Linked DNA regions of Sus scrofa: region 1 is linked to region 2. The links are chromatin contacts, called in public HiChIP or PLAC-seq maps. All regions are on one chromosome and are shown on one strand. Each heading gives the region's core, a stretch centred on a gene start, on an enhancer-like site or on the middle of the called end of the contact. The rest is flanking DNA. Distances are from core to core; before and after follow the strand shown. Region 1 overlaps GON4L (GON-4-like protein). Region 2 overlaps SSR2 (translocon-associated protein subunit beta).

Region 1 (2,949 bases), core at 321-2,820, 210 kb after region 2:
TCAGGAGCCTCCTGATGAAAGAAACTCAGGAGATGTGGGCAAAGGATCCCCAAGGAACGCCTCCTCCGCCACTGACCCTGAAATGGTGCTTAGCAGTCCCCCCGGGAAGCCTGAAGATTTATCCAGCGCTGATGGTCAGTCAGTGGGCACCCCGGCTGGGCCAGAAACTGGAGGAGAGAAGGATGTTCCAGAGGAAGAGGAAGAAGAGGACTTCGACGACCTTACCCAAGATGAAGAAGACGAGATGTCATCAGCTTCTGAGGAGTCTGTGCTCTCTGTCCCAGAACTCCAGGTGAGAGCTGGGGAATATTATGAAATGTTTGTGGATTCAGTAATAGGTTTAATTTATCAATAGGCCACCTGCTTACTCATTGTGCTATAGATAGTCCTAAAACCTTTTTTTTTTTTTTTTTTTTTTTTTTTTTTTTTGTTCTTTTTCAGGCTGTACCCACGGCATATGGAAATTCCCAGGCTAGGGGTCAAATCAGAGCTGCAGCTGCTGGCCTACACCACAGCCACAGCAACACAGGATCCGAGCCACATCTGTGACCTATACCACTGCTCAGGGCAACACCGGATCCTGACCCATCAAGTGAAGCCAGGGATTGAACCCGCATCCTCATGGATACTATTTGGATCCGTTTCCACTGTGCCATAACGGGAACACCCATCATTTTTATTTTGACTTTTTTTTCCCAGCTTATTAGGGCTGCTCGTGGGGCATATGGAAGTTCCCAGGTTAGGGGTTGAATTGGAGCTGCAGCTGCCGGCGTCCACCACAGCCACAGCAATGTCAGATCCGAGCTGCATCTACAACCTGTGCTGGATCCTTTAATACAGTGAGCGAGGCCGGGGATCCAGCCCACATCCTCATGGATACTGGTTGGGTTCGTGACCCAGTGAGTCACAACAGGAACTTCTTATTTTGACTTTTGAATGTATTATGGACATGGTTTTGGAGTTAAGGTGAGAGGAGAGGGAAAGGGTGAAATTTTCTTTCTATAATTGATTTAAATTTCATTTAAACTTCAAATTGAATCACCTGTGCACAATTTAAATGAAAAAAAAAGTCAAAAGTATGGACCTGGAGTTCCCATTGTGGCGCAGTGGTTAACGAATCTGACTAGGAACCATGAGGTTGCGGGTTCGGTCCCTGCCCTTGCTCAGTGGGTTAATGATCCGGCGTTGCCATGAGCTGTGGTGTAGGCTGCAGACACGGCTCGGATCCAGTGTTGCTGTGGCTCTGGCATAGGCTGGTGGCTGAAGCTCCAACTGGACCCCTAGCTTGGGAACCTCCATATGCTGCGGGAGCGGCCCAAGAAATAGCAAAAAGACAAAAAAAAAAAAAAAAGTATGGACCCTGGCAAAGGAAAGTTATCTTCATGGTTGAGGTAGCCCTTTCAAGACACATCTGCCTCCCACCCCCACCCCACCCCGACTAATTGATTAACCTTAGTTCCTCCCGGAAAACTCTGTGCAGTCAGCACCTGATGAGCCATTATAGCCCTCATGAACACTTTGATGGGGGGTTGCAGGAAACCATGGAGAAACTGACTTGGCTCGCATCTGAAAGACGCATGAGTCAGGAGGGTGAGTCGGAGGAAGAGAACTCCCAGGAAGAGAACTCCGAGCCAGAGGAAGAAGAGGAAGAAGAAGCAGAAGGAATGGAAAGCCTGCAGAAAGAGGATGAAATGACAGACGAAGCCATTGGAGACCCTGCTGAGAAGCCTCCTACTACCTTCGCCTCTCCCAAGACTGCCCCAGAAGTGGAGACCAGCAGGACCCCACCAGGTGAGTTGGGCAAGCCTGAACCGGGGAAGGTCTCAGGTGGCCTCACTGTCTCAGGGACAAGTGCAGAGTAGCCAGCTTGTAAAACAGGTGCCGGTTTCCAGAGGAAATCCTCCGGATACCCCCCTGCCAGTCACCCTTCCCCCAAACAGGTGTTTAATGTGGTGCTGTTGCAGAGGAGAGCTGCTCAGCAATTTTAAATTTGACTCTCATTAGCTGCTTAGATCATGCAAGTTTTCATACTGGTTCTTGACTCATCTATAGCCAAGAGCTATGTTTATTTCAGAAAGTGCTACCTGTTTCTCACCAAGACATCTAGTCCCTTGGGTGCCCAACATCAGACCATACTCACTGTTTAGACTTCCGTTTTCAATATGCAGTAGCTAAATAGCTTGTTATTATCCCAGTTAATGCAGTTCTGTTGCCGACTCTGCAGAGAGCTAACTTGACAGAGTCAGCAGTGCCTCTCATACCATTTTCCCCCAAGTTGCTCCATGACATTGACTGAGATTTGGATTGGGGTGGAGGGTAATCCATGCGGAGGGCTGGGAAGAGTAGAGGTTGCAGGAAGGGAGAAACAGTCGTTTTCACATGTACTCCAAGGAGAGAGCATCAAAGCTGCTGGAAAAGGCCGGAGCAATCATCGAGCTCGCAGCAAGCGGGGCAGTCGGGCCCGGGCCAGCAAGGACACCTCCAAGCTGCTGTTGCTGTATGATGAGGACATCCTCGAGCGGGACCCACTCAGGGAGCAGAAGGATTTGGCCTTTGCTCAGGCGTATCTGACCAGGGTAGGCAAATGCTGCTTCCTCTTCCTGCCCGTCCCTCTGAATGAGACTGCTTCTCCTTCAAGGGAGGGCTCTTTGAAATGAAGTCTGCTTTTCAGGCTGTACAACAGCCTTCTTTGCCCCTGCCTTTGCTTTCCTGGAATTACCGAAAGGACTGTGTGAGAGAAGCACAAGAACACAGAGTTCAGTCATAAGCAGATCTATTATTGCTGCCTTAGCATATCACCCTTCTGTTACCCAGAAATTGGGGAATGATAATTCCTCCATCATCACTGAGAGATTGTGGCTTCACTGGGTTGGCTAAGAAGGACCTTTACTGAGCCCTTGGCTTGAGAAGAAAGGCCTTTGTTTTGGTACACTGGCCAGGGAGTGGACC
Region 2 (2,799 bases), core at 220-2,719:
GAGGTTGCGGGTTCGGTCCCTGCCCTTGCTCAGTGGGTTGACGATCCGGAGCTGTGGTGTAGGTTGCAGACGCGGCTCGGATCCCGCGTTGCTGTGGCTCTGGCGTAGGCCGGTGGCTACAGCTCCGATTCAACCCCTAGCCTGGGAACCTCCATATGCCGCGGGAGCGGCCCAAGAAATAGCAACAACAACAACAACAAAAGACAAAAAGACAAAAAAGACAAAAAAAAAAAAAAAAAAAAAAAAAAAACAAAGAGTCATAGAGCATCGAGAAGGTTAAAATAGGAAGTTTGTTGTAATCTAATCTAGGAGAGAATTTTTTTTGAAGGTTTGCCTAAAGTAATGAATGAGGAGATTCATTTCTTCATTCACTCAGTGAGTAATTACAAGGTTCCTAATTACATGCTCAGTTCTGTGCTTTGCTTTGAAAAAACAGTGGTGAGCAAGACACAGCCCCTTCCATTACAGATCTTATGTATGGGCTTATAGAGGACTCAGCACAAGTCAGTGGGGTGGGCAAAATGCTGGAGGAGCTGCAGCAGGAACATCTAACCTGGTCATTGAGAGTCAGGGAGGATTTTCTGGAGGAGGGAAGTTTAGATAAAGAGGAGGTAAGGAAGGGTAGGCGATCTGGGAAGAGGGAGTATCTCAGAAGAGAGAGTGTGGTGCCATCCAGGAAGGGCAGGTGGTTTAGTGAGGCCAGAGAGCAGAATGTGAGGCAAGAGGGATGGAAGAGGGGCTGGTGGTGTGGGCAGGGTTAGGTCACAGGAGGGTTGACTGTCAGGGCAAGACCTGGGCATCTCCCTCTTCAAAGGTTGTTTGGAAGAGAGAAACTTCTCTTCCAGATTTGTTGGGTCAGGTGAGGCCTTTGGTTTCATAGCTTGGAAGATCTCTTGGTCTTTAGAGAGTTGTTTTTGTGTCTGGACTGGCCAGAGAGGAACCTTCTTGCCAAGGTTCTGGTCAAAATTTGGGCTGGACTGCCCCCTCTCTCACTGGACCCCTTCCGTCCTGGTCCCTTCCTTGTGCCCTAATCCAGACCTCTAAGCAAGGCCTTTGTTGTCTTCCACAGCTGGACTGGGCAGCCTTCGGAGTCATGACCCTCCCTTCCATCGGCATCCCCCTGCTGTTGTGGTACTCCAGCAAGAGGAAATATGACACCCCCAAAACCAAGAAGAACTGAGTGGGGCTTCCGCAGCCCTCCCGTCCCAAGAAATCCAGGTGCTTTCCAGACTCCAAAGGGTATCTCAAATGCAACCTGTTCTCCCTTAGTCCTTGGCCACCTTCTCCTGGATTCTGCCCTGCTCCCAGCCAGAGTGAAGGCCCAGGCCTAGGAGTCTATGAGAGCCTCCTTGGTTCCATCGTGAAGCCCCACAAACAGGAATGCTATCGGCAACAGCCTTGAGCCTAGAGGTCCTGCGGTGCACCACTGACTGAGGTGCTGTGGGGTATGTTGCTGGTGATATGAACTCTCAGAGGTCCAGGAGGGGGCGCTTCTGAGCCTGCCTGACACCACCGCATCCCCCCATCCTCCTCTTTCAGAAAAGAGTGGAAGATCAGATGAAAGCTGTGGGGGCTCTTGGAGGTTACCCAGTGTCTCTGCTGGCTTAGGGAAGCTCTTACCAAACGGGGTTTTCTAATAAAAACAAATGCCACCCTGAGTTGTCCATTTTCCCCTCACCTGAGTGAGCTCCGACTGCTATTGGTACTCAGGCCCTGAGTGCCCAGGCTTCTGGGCAAGAGAGCTGAATTCCTGCCTCCTTGCTCTAGGGATTGTGTGTCCTGTTCCTACAGGGATATCCCTCTGCCCCACTCTGTTTGAACACCTTGGCTTCCGTCAGGTATTTCCCTCTCTGTTCTAACGAGTTACCGCACATTCTCCTGAACCCTTGTTGCCTGTGAGCCCCTCTCCCCAGTAGAGGAGAGAGGCTGGGGAGAGAGAGCCTGTGTTTCTTCTCGTGCCCCAGGAGGCCACGGGGTTGATTTGTACACTCACAGTTCTTTTTTTTTAGGGCTGCACCGGCAGCATACAGAGGTTCCCAGGCTAGGGGTAGAGTCAGAGTTGTAGCTGCCGACCTACACTACGGCCACAGCAGTGGCGGATCATTAACCCACTGAGCGAGGCCAGGGATCGAACCTGCGTCCTCATGGATGCCAGTCGGATTCGTCTCCGCTGAGCCACGACAGGAACTCCACTCACAGTTCTTGAAAAGCTGTCTCTTATGCTTGATTCCAGCTCTTCTATTTAGGAACTAGCTTTTCTTAAGCTTGAATTTATTTTCTTTCTTTTTTTTTTTTTTAAACTAATGCCTTTATTTTTATTTATTTATTTATTTATTTGTCTTTTTGCCATTTCTTGGGCCGTTCCTGCGGCATATGGGATGTTCCCAGGCTAGGGGTCGAATCGGAGCTGTAGCTGCCACCCTACACCAGAGCCACAGCAACGCGGGATCCAAGCCTCATCTGCAACCTACACCACAGCTCACAGCAATGCTGGATCGTTAACCCACTGAGCAAGGGCAGGGATCAAACCCGCAACCTCATGCTTCCTAGTCGGATTCGTTAACCACTGCGCCACGACGGGAACTCCCTTGAATTTATTTTCACTGCCTCCACTTTGCACTCAGGCCGGGCAGAAGTGCCCGATCCCCTGAGTTGTTACCTAAGTATGGCCTATGGAAAGGCAGTGGATTTTGCTGCAGCAGCAGTGGGGAGAAGCCACTCTGAGCTGACTCTGTCCAACCCAGGAATGCCGTGGTCCGAGAACAGCCTCCCAGGCAGGAGAGAAACGCAACAAACACC

What was found. HiChIP or PLAC-seq counts read pairs in DNA pulled down with a chosen protein or histone mark.
Region 1: a contact with region 2 is called in an H3K27ac HiChIP or PLAC-seq map of alveolar macrophages. The contact joins two enhancer-like sites. A contact is called at or near these places in 1 of 47 Hi-C or Micro-C datasets (embryonic fibroblasts) and 1 of 2 datasets of contacts at active chromatin or transcription factors (alveolar macrophages).

What each region holds. Positions count from the first base shown.
Region 1 is chr4:94,233,896-94,236,844 of Sscrofa11.1, forward strand. GON4L (GON-4-like protein) reads left to right here. Exons shown (of 34, transcript XM_021089699.1): 23 at 1-292; 24 at 1,536-1,791; 25 at 2,392-2,576. Among named protein-coding and RNA genes, the nearest start is that of MSTO1, 17 kb to the right of the region's middle. Within about 2 kb of position 1,571, at least 3 of the 83 cell types and tissues checked have an H3K27ac peak or open chromatin away from gene starts, as enhancers often do. A contact at or near this core is called in alveolar macrophages, where this site is marked.
Region 2 is chr4:94,020,307-94,023,105 of Sscrofa11.1, forward strand. It overlaps SSR2 (translocon-associated protein subunit beta), which reads left to right. Exons shown (of 6, transcript XM_001928470.5): 6 at 1,070-1,658. The coding sequence ends at 1,180. The region is part of intron 3 of LOC106510133 (a long non-coding RNA gene); the gene reads right to left. Among named protein-coding and RNA genes, the nearest start is that of SSR2, 11 kb to the left of the region's middle. Within about 2 kb of position 1,470, at least 3 of the 83 cell types and tissues checked have an H3K27ac peak or open chromatin away from gene starts, as enhancers often do. A contact at or near this core is called in alveolar macrophages, where this site is marked.